Linked DNA regions of Rattus norvegicus: region 1 is linked to region 2. A link is a contact called in public Hi-C data. All regions are on one chromosome and are shown on one strand. Each heading gives the region's core, a stretch centred on a gene start, on an enhancer-like site or on the middle of the called end of the contact. The rest is flanking DNA. Distances are from core to core; before and after follow the strand shown. Region 1 holds the start of Fam185a (family with sequence similarity 185, member A). Region 2 holds the start of Pmpcb (peptidase, mitochondrial processing subunit beta).

What was found. A called contact is a pair of places that touch in the nucleus more often than the background predicts.
Region 1: a contact with region 2 is called in a Hi-C map of the A7r5 cell line, with 4 times the contacts expected there. The contact joins the promoter of Fam185a here to the promoter of Pmpcb in region 2. A contact is called at or near these places in 4 of 12 Hi-C or Micro-C datasets (the A7r5 cell line, Schwann cells, frontal cortex and 1 more).

What each region holds. Positions count from the first base shown.
Region 1 is chr4:14,553,836-14,560,267 of GRCr8, forward strand. It overlaps Fam185a (family with sequence similarity 185, member A), which reads right to left and starts at 1,332. Exons shown (of 8, transcript NM_001395612.1): 1 at 673-1,332. The coding sequence starts at 1,081. It overlaps Ccdc146 (coiled-coil domain containing 146), which reads left to right and starts at 1,575. Exons shown (of 19, transcript NM_001419502.1): 1 at 1,575-1,673.
Region 2 is chr4:14,200,425-14,206,869 of GRCr8, forward strand. Pmpcb (peptidase, mitochondrial processing subunit beta) reads right to left here and starts at 2,160. Exons shown (of 13, transcript NM_022395.2): 1 at 2,046-2,160; 2 at 1-33. The coding sequence starts at 2,144.

The DNA.
Region 1 (6,432 bases), core at 82-2,581, 350 kb after region 2:
CACCCTACTACGTGACAGTGAGGGTTAATAAAAAGAACCTTATAAGAAAGAGGTAAATGGTGCTATTGGTATCAACAGCAACACCACCCTTCAGTTCCAAGAAGAATGAGAGCCTCGAGAAACCTTTCTAGAAAAATATGTGTGCTCAGCGGTTTGCATCTGGGAAATAATGGGACGCAGACACCTAAGAAACGTTTTGCAGGTACCATAATTAATTTTCCCAGGCAGCCTTAAATATGTGTCTTGCTTCAAAGTTTGTTATTCCCAGAGAATTTACTCATGCCTACATGAATACACATACTTTCCTGGGAGCCTGTTGGAAAGCAAGTATTTTTTCCTACGTTAGCTGGACGCCTCTATACATAGAGTTGACTAGGGACCAGAGCCCCAAGATGTGGACTACCAAACCACTGGATAGTTATCAGGAAACCTCAACACTGAACGATGCTAATGGCTGTGACAAAAAAGAACATGGGGCTCCACAATGTAATTAGATTCAGATTGTTCCAATACAAGCTTCCATTCAGTTTTAATTTTCCTCCGGAATCGGGAATCTAACGCTTAAACACTACTCAGGAACCCAGGAGTGTGGCTTTAGAAAAGAGATCCCCGGAAAGGGCCAACTAGGTGAGACGGTATTTTGCGACCCAAACCCGTTTTCACATCACTTGCCAAATTTGACGGGTGCGTTCACCTCCACCGACGCCTCGGGATCAATGTCGTCTGACAGAATGGCCATCTCCTGCAGAGCAGCGTCATACTTGACCTGCAGGCTGTCTAGGCCACGCGTCCCGCTCCCCACGCCGCTCACCGCCACTAGCACGCGGTCGCCGTCCGGGTGCGCGAGGGGATCCAGGGGCCTCACGGACAGGTGGCATGGGAGCCGCGCCCTCAGCCGCCCAAACGGGCTCACCCTCAGCGTCCACTCCCTCAGATCCCCGCGTGCCAGGCCGGCCCCAGGGTTCGCGGGCACCGAGCCCCGCCGCTCGGCCCCACCGGAGCCGCATGTCCGGGTCCCCAGAGCTCCGAACAAGGCGCCCGCCCGCACCCGGGACGCGCAAGGAGGGAGGCGGCCGAACATGCTCTCCCTCGGAACCCTTCAGCCTCGGCTCGCGGGTCCTGAGACAGCCCGAAACACGAGCTGCCTCGGGCCAGTCAGAAAGGCGACCGTAAGCACGGTTCCGCTGAGGAAGAACGAGCCAAGTCCCAGCACAGCACTTAACGACTTAAATCTCAGCCTCAAAACGATGCCGGTAGGAAAATTAAAACGTCAAAGCGTCCTGTTGAAGCCCTGACCCTGACTAGCCACCTATTTCCGCCCCTTTGGCGGAGGCCGTCGGGAGATGTAGTTTTAAAGGAGCCAAACATTGAGGGGTTCTGGTAGCTTTGAAACTACATATCCCATGAGACAATGCGACGAATAGGCAGAGTGACAAGAGCCGATTGGTAGAGAAGTCCCTGTTGCGTTCCTGTTGCTTCAAGCCCATTGGCCAAGAGATCAGAGAAAGAAAAAAAAAAAACCTTAATCTAACTGACCAATGGAAAGGTAATATTTCAGCTGTGTGGTTACTTTGGATACGGAGAACGCGACTCTGGAGAGGGTGGAGTTTTGAAGTGAGACCCCAGAGACCAAAACACACGGAGAAAAATAAGAATCAGGACAAAAAGAAAGGGTAAGAAGCACCATGTTTATAGATGGGAATTAGATTCAAAGTTAGGAATACCCTCTTTAGATGGCTAGAACCAAACATCACCAAACTAATGTGGGTCCCTTGGAATAGAGAATCCCCCTAGCAAGAGAGGATAGACACATTCTGTTGTTTCCTCCCTTCTCAGCCCTTTAAGGAAACTACCTCTTAGAAAATACTAGATTGGAAAAGTGTTAGAATCCTGGCTCTTTCTTAATTGTAAGTGACCTTAGGTCAGTCATTGGTTGCCTTAGGGTCTTAACTGTTTGCATGTAAAATGACGTTTTTCTTGCATCGTGTTAAAGGTTTCTTTTTTCTTTTTTCCCACAAGTATCAAATGAAACAATGGACAACAAAGATGTACGGTCTACAAAACGATTAAAGTATTTTAGGAATGACATATTTCTAAGTTGCTAAGAGATTTGGAGACAATTGAACTTGTTTAGAGAGCAATCTAGAGCTCTTTCCCTGCAACTGATCCTTGGCCTTAGTGATAAAATAAAATCTCTCTCTCTCTCTCTCTCTCTCTCTCTCTCTCTCTCTCTCTCTCTCTCTCCCTCTCTTCCTCCTCTCTAAGATAATAAGACATGTTAGGAGATGTCAGATTATTTTCATGGCCTTAGTTTTGATATATAGACTGTGCTAAATAACTCTAGAAGTTAACTCTTTTCTGTTTATTATTCAGTAGGCAGTAAAGATAATGGAAAATGTGGGCTGTGGACATGATTTCATCCATACTTGCCTACTCTTCTCCCCCTTTCTCCACAGTCTTCAAATAATTCCCTAATTCCCTCACATACAGATTTAACTAATTCTAAGTCTAATGTGGTGGTGTTCACTTGTAGTTTTTCGGAATTTGGGAAGTCTAAGCAGGAGGATCTCAGATCTGAGGTCCACCTGGACTATATACTGAGAGCTCTGTCTCAAATAGAGTACAAAATAAATAAATAAAATGATACCTTTAAAGATTGGAACTCTCAGCCAAACATGTGACCCTCTCAATTCTTGGAACCTAGAATGATAGAGCGATAGGTATAAAGTCCTTGCCAGTGTCCGTGTTATTCTCTTAGTGACGACTATGGTAGTGGTGATGGCACTGTGGCAGCCCAGCCCTTCTGTCAGCCGTCTGAGAAACCCCCTGTCCTTAAGGACTTCCACTGAGGAAAAACCTACTCTTGACTCTGCAGGAAAAAAAATGTTGGGAGAAGCTAGTGTGAAAGAGGGTTGATTCAAAAGAGATTCTAAACACAGGTTTAAGCAGCACCGGGGTTGGTAGGGGTGACTGCTCACTCAGGGAGAGAAAGAGTCATATTCAAGAGCACAGGTGTAAACCTCTCAGGCTCTCTTGAGCTTGCCCTTAAGCGCCTTGGCAGAAGTCTTACAGATTCATTCTTTTAATGACTCTCAAGTTATGCCTCAAAGGATTTCTAGGAAACTTCTTTAAAACCTTTTCCCTCCCCCTTTTCAATAAGTGTGATTATAGGATAGCTCTAGAGATGTCTTGGATTGGATGGCAATGCTAAAATAAAACCATGTGTCACAAGAATTATAAAAGGGATTAAGACATGTCCTTTACTGGAAATAGGGTTTTTGGTAAGATTTCTAGAAAATTCCTGGTGTATAGCTGGGAAAGAAGAAAGGCCACATATGTTTAGGTCTTACATGTGATTCCTTGCTCCTTCAACAACCTAAGTTGGAAATATCACTATAAAAGAGATAGTGACTTTCTATTGGTGACCATCATAGATAATATTGTTTCTGCTGGTGACAAGCACTGCCAGGCTCTAGAATGAAGGCTTCTTTCCTTCCCAGGTCTCCATCGTTTCCTGTGTTTGCCTCCTGCCTCAGGAGGCTATAACACAGATCTCATGATAAGCAGGAGCCCACTCAGTGAGTCACACCATTGGCTTGGGTTCCATGTGGACGTATATACTCAGATTAGTCTTCAAATTAGCTTTTTATGAAAACACAGAGACATACTTTTTGACGTTTGAAAAAGGCACGAGCAAGTTGAAACTGCACTCTGATTTGCTGTGGAAGTGCTGTATATATTTGGACTAAATATGCACCCTTAATAAATTACCCTGTTTCTATAGTAATTTTTCCTTTTCTGAGAAAGATTAAATGAATAGAATTGGCCACTGAGCCATAATGATATCTGTGACATAGTCATTATTCCATCACTTCCGAATAAAGAAACTAAAACTTGTTGAAGAATTACCTTCCTGGTTTTACGAGGTTGGAACCTGGAAATCTGATGGAGAGTAAGAATGGTGTAAGACATTAACGTTACTAACGCCCGACAACCTGACAAGTATCAGATTCGTCTACATTTAAGTGTCTGATAGAGTTTTCACAGCCTGTTCCCACGCATTGTCTCACTGTTAAGGACTTATTCTTCTCCCTGCACGACAGCTGAAGAAACAGATTGAGAAACATAAGATGAAGCTGTTATGGCCCCTAAAACCGGTTTTTGAGGGATGAAGGCGTCAAATTACAAACGTACGAGTTTTTTGTTTGTTTGTTTGTTTGTTTGTTTAATAGGACTGCTTATTATTAGCTATTTCTCTGCTGGGTGAGGCCAATTTAAGCCAGATTAGAGTATATTAAATGCAGGTTTATTGGAAAGCTGCTCTTGGGCGGGCAAGTTCATTGGCCCCAAGAAAGGAGGCCAGGGAAGTCCATGGGAAGGGAGAGAGAGAAGAAGGGGGAGAGAGAAAGAAAGAGCACAGAAGAGAGAGAGAAGGACAGCAAGGAAACCTAAATGCCAGGATTATATAGGGAGGAGCCCTTAGGGGAAGGATAGCACAGCCCCTGGGCTGGCAAGTTCAGGGTTGGAGGCAGGGTACGCCAGGTGGGGACTGAGGGATTCTGGGAGAACCTGGAGGCCAGGTCTGCTTTGATATGTAAAATATCAAATGTAAAATATAAGGCCTCAGTCCCTTGTCCTGAGGTCTGAAACCACACACTTAGAGTTTGAGAGCTTATTACTCCCCAATAAGAGAGTAATACTTAAATAAATTTTATATTTGTAATATCATATAGCAATTAAAAAATAATATCCTGAAATAATCCATAATATAATATTGGGTAAAATAGCACATACTAACCTTTATGCATAGTCCGATCTCAATTCTGTAGCAACAATAATAAATTTAGTATAGAATCATATCACAGAAACAATTCTGGAAGGACGTACACCACTTTATAAATGACGGTTATCTCCGAGCAGTGAGGTGGGACGATTACATCTTTTGCGTGTTATCAGCAGTGATCACGTTTGGCATCTTTACTAGGGAGAAACAGTAAGGACTTCTTCCTGTGTATTGACTCCCAAGGCTGTCTCAGAAATTCAGGGAACTTCTTAGCATACAAATATAAGTGCAAGTGTGTTGAGTATTTCCTACCAAATCAGTGTGGGAGCTGGTGACTTTTATTATTGCTTTACGTTCAATTCACAGACAGCAGAGGGCATAAGAGTTTTCCGAAGAAAAAGTAGAGGATTAAGTAGCTCAGTTAAAGGGATGAAGGCTATGAGACCGTGCTCACTTCTGAATTACAATCAACGTTAAAACATACCGTCTGCAGTTTCTGCTATTCTCACGAGACAGTGATACACTCAAACCACTAATAGCTATCTCTCCTGAGAAGTATAGAGTGAATATGTAGGTAGACCCATTGAAATCACCATGGGCAACCATCCCTGTGATGTTTCACAGAGCTCGCTGGCTAACTTGAAACTTCAGGGGAAGCATTTGGATCTCCCAGGCAACCACAAAGGTGGCCGCAGATTTTTCAGATGCCCCTTTGAAGATGTTTAACTCCCAATGTACTTTTTATTTGAGAGATACTATATTTTAAATGATTTTTTTCCTATAAGTATTGGGAGGACCAGACGGTCGCTTTGAAATGTTACTGTGGTGATATCTCACAGTAATCGGGCCTCTAAATCCTGAACCATTTTTCATTCCTGGATGAACTTTGATTGTATTATCTTTTCTGTATAAGTTGGTGGATTCAACTAATGGTTTAATGAGAGTTTGTGTATTTCATGTTTATGTGAGTTATTAGTCTGAAATTTTCTTTGACATCTTTTCTTCTTTTAGGTAACAGGGTAAATTAGGGGAGAAGTGTACTGTGTACACTTTTCTCTTTCTGAGAGCATTAATTGGTAATGTGGTTTGGTTTTGTTTTTCTCAAAAATAAATATCCTTTCTTGTTTGTTTTTTTGTTGTTTTCTTGTTTTGTTTTTAGATTTATTTCTACTTTAGTGCTCTATGTACTACTTTAGTGCTGTATGTATATTGGCAGGCCAGAAGCAGGCATCAGTCCTCATTCTAGATGGCTGTGAGCCACTATGTGGTTGCTGGGATTTGAACTCAGCACCTTTGGAAGAGCAGTCAGTGCTCTTAACCACTGACCTATCTCTTCAGCTAAGTCTGCTTTCTTTATGTGAGTCTTCAATTTATAAACACAGTCTCTCCTTATTTTCTTTCTCATTTGCTCAGCTCTTATCTGGATATGTGTGAAATTTGCATTCCTTATGCGTGCACCTTAGCTGTGTTTGTATGCTGTGAGTTTTTCTCTCATTCTGGAGGATGTGCTCGAATCTGGGTTCAAATCTGCCGATTCTTTCCTAATTTTAGCCAATCTTGTATTTAACGTCCCGAAAGGGTTTCCTTATTTTTTAATTAGATTTATTTTATGTGTATGAATGCTTTGCTTGAATGTGTGTCTGCGCTGC
Region 2 (6,445 bases), core at 910-3,409:
ACTTCTGAGTCGGTCCCCTCCAAAGTACAATGGCTGATGGGTGTAGAAGGAAAGGAGAGCAAACATTACTATGCTGGCATCACTGTCAATCCAAAAAGCAAAAACCCTCAAAGAGACTCACCCAAAACACACTTTCCTAGACTGGGGGGAGGGGAGGCATGTAATCAGTGTGTGAGTGTGTGTGAGTGTGTGAGTGTGTGTGTGTGTGTGTGTGTGTGTGTGTGTGTGTGTGTGTGTGTGTACCATTGGCAGAAAGCATGCAGAATGAGGACCCAGTTCTGGACAAAACTAAATTCTTTCCTCAACTTTGGTTCCACTGGGCTCTAGCGCTAGCCTAGTGTGATGGTTTGTATGTGCTTGGCCCAGGGAGTGGCAGGATTAGAAGGTGTGGCCCTGTTGGAGTAGGTGTGTCACTGTGGGTGTGGGCTTTAAGATCCTCATCCTAGCTGCCTGGAAGCCAGTCTTCTAGCAGCCTTCAGATGAAGATGCAGAGTTCTCAGCTCCTCCTGCACTGTGACTGCCTGGACGCTGCCATGCTCCTGCCTTGATGATAATGGACTGAATCTCTGAACCTGTAAGCCAGCCCCAATGAAATGTTGTCCTTTAGTTGACTTGCCTCGGTCATGGTGTCTGTTCACAGCAGTCAAAGCCTCCTAAGACACCTACTTAACCAACTGTTCTCCCAAACAGCAACACCCCAGGAACATGCCCTTCTCTCTGGGAACAGGAGCAGTTACTACATTACCCCACACAGACACACCTGATTCAAGCGCCTCTCTCAACAAATGTTTCATAATCACTGAGAAAAAAAGGAACTGAAATAAAAATATAAAACTGACTGTACATATGAAACAAGATGCTACTGTTCACAAAGGACATGTGTGGGCAGAGACAGACGGAAACATGGCAGGTGCCTCACGTCCTCTTTGGCCAACTGGTTTGACTACAGACGCTTCACCATTCAGCAGCGTTTTCATGTTGGAATGAGAAAACCATATTTGCTAACCCTGAGACTGACCTAACCACTAGGCCTGTACAGTACTGTGGTGGTGTGAATAGAAATGCTCATAGATTTGAATACTTGGTCATCAGGGAGAGGGACTACTAGAAGGTTGGAGGAAGTGCGTCACTGGGGTGGGTTATGGGGTTTAAAATGCTCAAGCCAGGCCCACTGTCTGTCTGTCTCTGTCTATCTCTTGCCAACCCTGATGTAGAACTCTTGGTTCCTTCTCTGCCAAGCCTGCCTATGTGCTGCCATGATGGCTTCCTTCCATGATGATCACGGACTAAACCTCTGAACTGTAAGCCAGACCCAATTAATGTGTTTTCCTTTATAAGAGATGCCATGGTCATGGTGTTTCATCACAGCCATAGAAACCGATACTTAAGAAACTTTTACTAGGGCTGGAGAGATGGCTCAGTGGTTAAGAGCACTGACTGCTCTTCCAAAGGTCCTGAGTTCAATTCCCAGCAACCACATGGTGGCTCACAACCATCTGTAATGGGATCTGATGTCCTCTTCTGGTGTGTCTGAAGAAAGCTATAGTGTACTCATATATATAAAATAAATAAATAATTCTTAAAAAAAAAAAAAAAGAAACTTTTACTAACCTGCACTGTCCTGCTTCTGTAACCCAAAGGCTTCCTGCTCCCTGACCAATCAATGTAACAGGACATGACTCTGCCCTGTTGTGTAGGGGAAGGCGGATCTGAGTTTGAGGCCAGCCTGATGTATGCCGCAAGTTCCAGGACGGCCAGAGATGTTGCCCAGAGAAACTCTGAGTAACAAATATGTCTCAAAATATCAAAAACAAAAGCAAACCCAACTTCAAATTGAAGCGCTTGTCCTGGTTTCCTTTTCTTGGGTGAGAACAGCCCGACATACAGTAACATTGGTAATAACTTACTAACACACACCGGGGTGGGGAGGGAGCAGCCGCCCCGCCCCCTCTGCGGCCCGGTCGCCTGCGCCCCGGGGCAGGGGATCCGGAGGCCCGGTCCAGAGCGCACCGGGAGCCTCTGGGGCGCGACGAAGCGAGGCTCACCTGAGCAGCGGCGGCGCGGAGCGGAAGCCTTCGCGTAAATCCCCACAGGCGCCGTCCGGCCACCGGCAACAACGTCCGGGATACAGCCGCCGCCGCCATCTCTGCTGTGGATAGGTGAAAAGGTACTTCCGGGTCGTGACTCCAGGTCCCAGAATAGGAAGCTGGCCCCACCTTGTGGCGGCAACGGGGATTGCAGCCTTTAAAATTCCTTTGATTCTGTGTCTGGACTTAGTACCCCCAGTCCCTTCACTCCTTGACTCCCTCCTCAGTTCACTCCAATAATCAGGTCTGTAGAAATGATGTGCAAGGCACGCATGGGACAAAGTGAAAGGAACCTGTATCCCCAGATGGTTGGAATTAATCAGAAAGAACCAGTACGGGACGGACAGAACACAGAGAGGAAAAGATGTATCTTTGTTGTTGCTCTAATGTTTATAGCTTTGCTTATTCCATTCCATAGGAATACCTTTGACGAGATTGCTACTGAAAGACAGACGCTTTACAAACCTAGTCTTACCTTCTGTTACCACGATTTAATGTCGTTTGCCTCCAAGTCTTAGGGCTCTGCCTAAACAAACTGCCTTTTCACGTTCCTGGGTGCCCCTTTATCCGCGTACCCTTTAACGAAACTAAGATTTGTTAAACAGACACCTCCTCCATTTGTCCCAGGGTTTGAAGCTTAACAAATAGCAAGCACGTTTTTTAAATTAAAATTTTTAATTTAATTTGTTATTATGGGAAGGGCGTGGGTGCGCACCACTGCAAACTATGGAGGTCAGAAGACAACTTTATGCAATCAGTTGCCCCTTCTCCCTCTACGTGAATTCTGGGGGTGGAACTTCGGGGGACAGGCTTGCCCTGCGAGTGACTTTACCTGGGAAGCAGAGACTATTACTAAGCTAATTTTACAGTGGGGACTCCTCCTGGCTGCCTAGCAGGCTGTTTAACACTAAAGAGTGTGCACTGTGGCTCTAGAAGTTGGGAGTTTGGTCTAACTTGTCCCCTTGTTGCCTAATGTCTGCTTCACGCTATCGTTCAGGTGTCCTTTTTCACCCGACGACCTGTCTTACCCACCCAGGCTCTCCTCTTATAAGATCCACCACTGAGCAACTAGGCATGAAAATTCCTTGGGCACCTCCATGTCAGTTTGTACAAAATAGGATTCCCGCCTTGCCCCTACATCTCTCCCCATAGTTGTAATAGCGAGCACCCAGTCACGGGTCCCTTCATCCTAACGTCCAAACTAGAAACTCCAAGTCATCTTTGGTCCCAGCCTCTGACCTCCTCATGTGCTCTGCCTCCAGCGGGTGGCGCTGTTTGCAAAGGTTGCGGACGGAACCTTTAGGAGGTAGAGCCTTCCAGCAGAAGTATGTCCTTGGGCACAGGTTTCACAGCCTGGTCCCACTTCCAGATCTCCCTGCTTCCGAGCCATGAGGCAGTGTGATAGCGCCTGTTCCTGCCGCCCCGCCTTATCCATCACGGGTGGATGGGTGCCCTCTGGAACTGCAGGTTATTTTATCACAGTGACAGTAAAGAAAACTGAACAGAGGCACTCTCAACACAGTTTGAATTTGCATTTCTCTGAAAGCTGTGGGTAGCGAGCATTTTTCCCCCAAATATTTGTTGGTCGTTTGTACTTTCATTTTAAAAATCTCTTTTCCATTTTTTGTGTGCATGCGTTGTGTATATTTTTGGTGGAGGAGCCACCCGTGCATACGTGTGTTGTATGTGTGTGCGCGCGAGTGCGAGAGCACAGAGGTTGCCTGTGAAGGTCACAGTGTGTGAAGCTGATGTTGGGAGTCATCCCTGACTACTCTCCTACCTTGTTCATGGAGTCAGACTCTCTCACTCAACCCCGAGCTCAGTGATATGGCCCTCTGGCCAGCTTGCTCTGAGGATTCCCTGCCTACCTTCCAAGGCTGGAATTAGAGGCAGGCCACGGAGCTCACCGCCATTTACTTGGGCTCTAGGAATTTGAACTCCGGTCCTCATATTTGTACAGCAAATATGTTCACCAAGGCGCTATCTCCCCACCCCCACCTCCCCCCAACCCCACACCTTATTTCTGGGAAATGCTTTCAGATTTTCTCTGTTTAGTGTAACGTTAGCTCTAGGTTTACTAGTCTTTACTATGTTGGGGTATGCTCCCTCTGTTCCTAGTTCCTCCAAATCATGAAAGGATTTCTGCACCTATTGACATGGTTATGTGATTTCTACCCCATTGCCTTTATACGGTATTACATGTATTAATTTAAACCATCCCTGTATCTATGGCATGATGCCAGGCTGGTCATGGGGTATGACTTAAAACGTTACTGAATTTGCCGGTGTCTTCTTGAAAACACCGAGTTGTGTCTATGTGTATCGAGATTCTTTTCTCTAGTTTTTGTTGTTTTGTCCTTAGCCATTTTGTCATCGAGGTAATGCTCCTGTAGGGTCTGACAGTGTTCCTTCTCGTTCTGTATTTTATTGACTAGTCTAAGGCACATTGGCATGACCTCTCCTGCAAGAAGCTGGTGGAAAATCTATGTAGGGATGAGCTTTTCTTTGCTAAAGGTTACTGCTATGACCTTGTTGCTTTAGATCTGCTTAAATCGTTTAGACTCCCCCTACCCCCCATCTTTAATTTTGGCAGGTCAGGAACATCAAGGAATTTGTCCATTTTGAGTTTTCCAAATTTTTGAAGTATAAATTTTCAAACTGTGGCCTTCCTTGGGGTTTGCTGTAACACCCCCATCACTTCCAGTTGTGTCTCTTTACGTTTAGTCTCCACAGCTTCTCTAGCTGCTGTGGTTTCTCTCGCTATGCCTGTCTGCCGCCATCCCCTGCAGTCTGGTGAGCTTCAGGGAATTCTTTTGATTTGATTTTATTTGTTTGGATATCCTTTGGGACCTAGAATGTGCTCTTTTAAATTACATTTGTTTACTGATGGGGGGGGGGGGCACGAATCCGCCACATTTGCCACAGCCTGCAGAGGAGGTCAGAGGCCAAGTTACAGGAGTTGCTTCTCCCCTTCCTGTAAACTGTAACTTATTTGTCTGAGGTAATTTTCGCCTGTGAGGCTTACTGCCTCAGTCTGCTAACTTAGGCCTAGTCCTGGAAGCTTCTGGTCTCTGTACAATCTAATGTAGGCCTAGAATGTTTTCTGCCTCTGAGACTTACCGCTGAACAGGCTCACCCTTTCTAGTTCTTTCTGATCTGTGGCTGGTTCAACTCAGCTACTCTGGATCAAAACTCTTCTCCAAGCTGACTCAATCTGGTTTCTCTCAGATTCTTAATGACTTTCTCTACTTAGCCTCACACTAACTTTGGCAATATGTTCTACCCTCTGGCTCATTCTGTCTTCACCTGTGTCTAGCTCATTCTCTCTCCATAACCTGTCTCTGCATAACTGTCCTGGTAAAACTGCTTCCTCTCTCTGCACTGCTCTCTTAAGTAGCTTCCCTTTCCTCTCTCTTCTCATGAGAGTTGGGGGTAACCTATTCTGTCAAATCTTTCTCTGATTCATCACTTTGTCTGCCCACTCAATTAGACATCACTTTCAAACCAGGGTGCTTCCTTCTACAAACTAACTTTACCCTCACTGATTGGTCTTAAAGGTGTGTGCTGAGGGGGTGTCTGTATTCCAGTCAGAGTAGCCATGCTGCTAGATTAAAATCCTTTGACACAATTGGCCATTAGAAGAAAGAAAACCAGAGAAATGTGCTGCCCCAACACATGTAGGAGAACAGCCAGATGAAAACAGCAGCAGCGCTAAAGGCTGGCAAGGATGCATAGAAAAGTGCTCACTCATACAAAGCTGGAGAAATGTAAAATTCCAGACCGGTGTGGACACTTACATGGCAGTCCTGCCAATATTGTCTTAGGCATTGTTTCAGGGATGTGAAGGGTTATGATAACAGAAAAATATCTACTGGAATATTCGTTGCAGTTTGAGTCATGGAAGCCTGTAGGATTGTCATACAGGTCAAGGCAGGTAAAGATAGAATGAGGCCTGTCATTGGATGAGAAGGAAGGATGGGCAGAGGGAAGAGGAGGAGACTGGGACGGAAGGAGACTGGAAGAGACTACAAGAGAAGCCTCGGAGAGAACATGGAGGCTGACGTTAAGATTCCACTCTGGGGCTGGAGAAATGGCTCAGTGGTTAAGAGCACTGACTGCTCTTCCAGAGGTCCTGAGTTCAATTCCCAGCAACCACATGGTGGCTCACAACCATCTGTAATGAGATCTGATGCCCTCTTCTAGTGTGTCTGACAGCTACAGTGTACTTATATAATTAATTAATAAAAAAAGTCTTGCAATTATATCAATTGGATCAGAGGTTATTGTGTTGTGTGTTCTTTCATGTGGCGAATTAAGTTTAAGAGAATGTGTGGCGGCTGGGACACTAGGCCTCCATG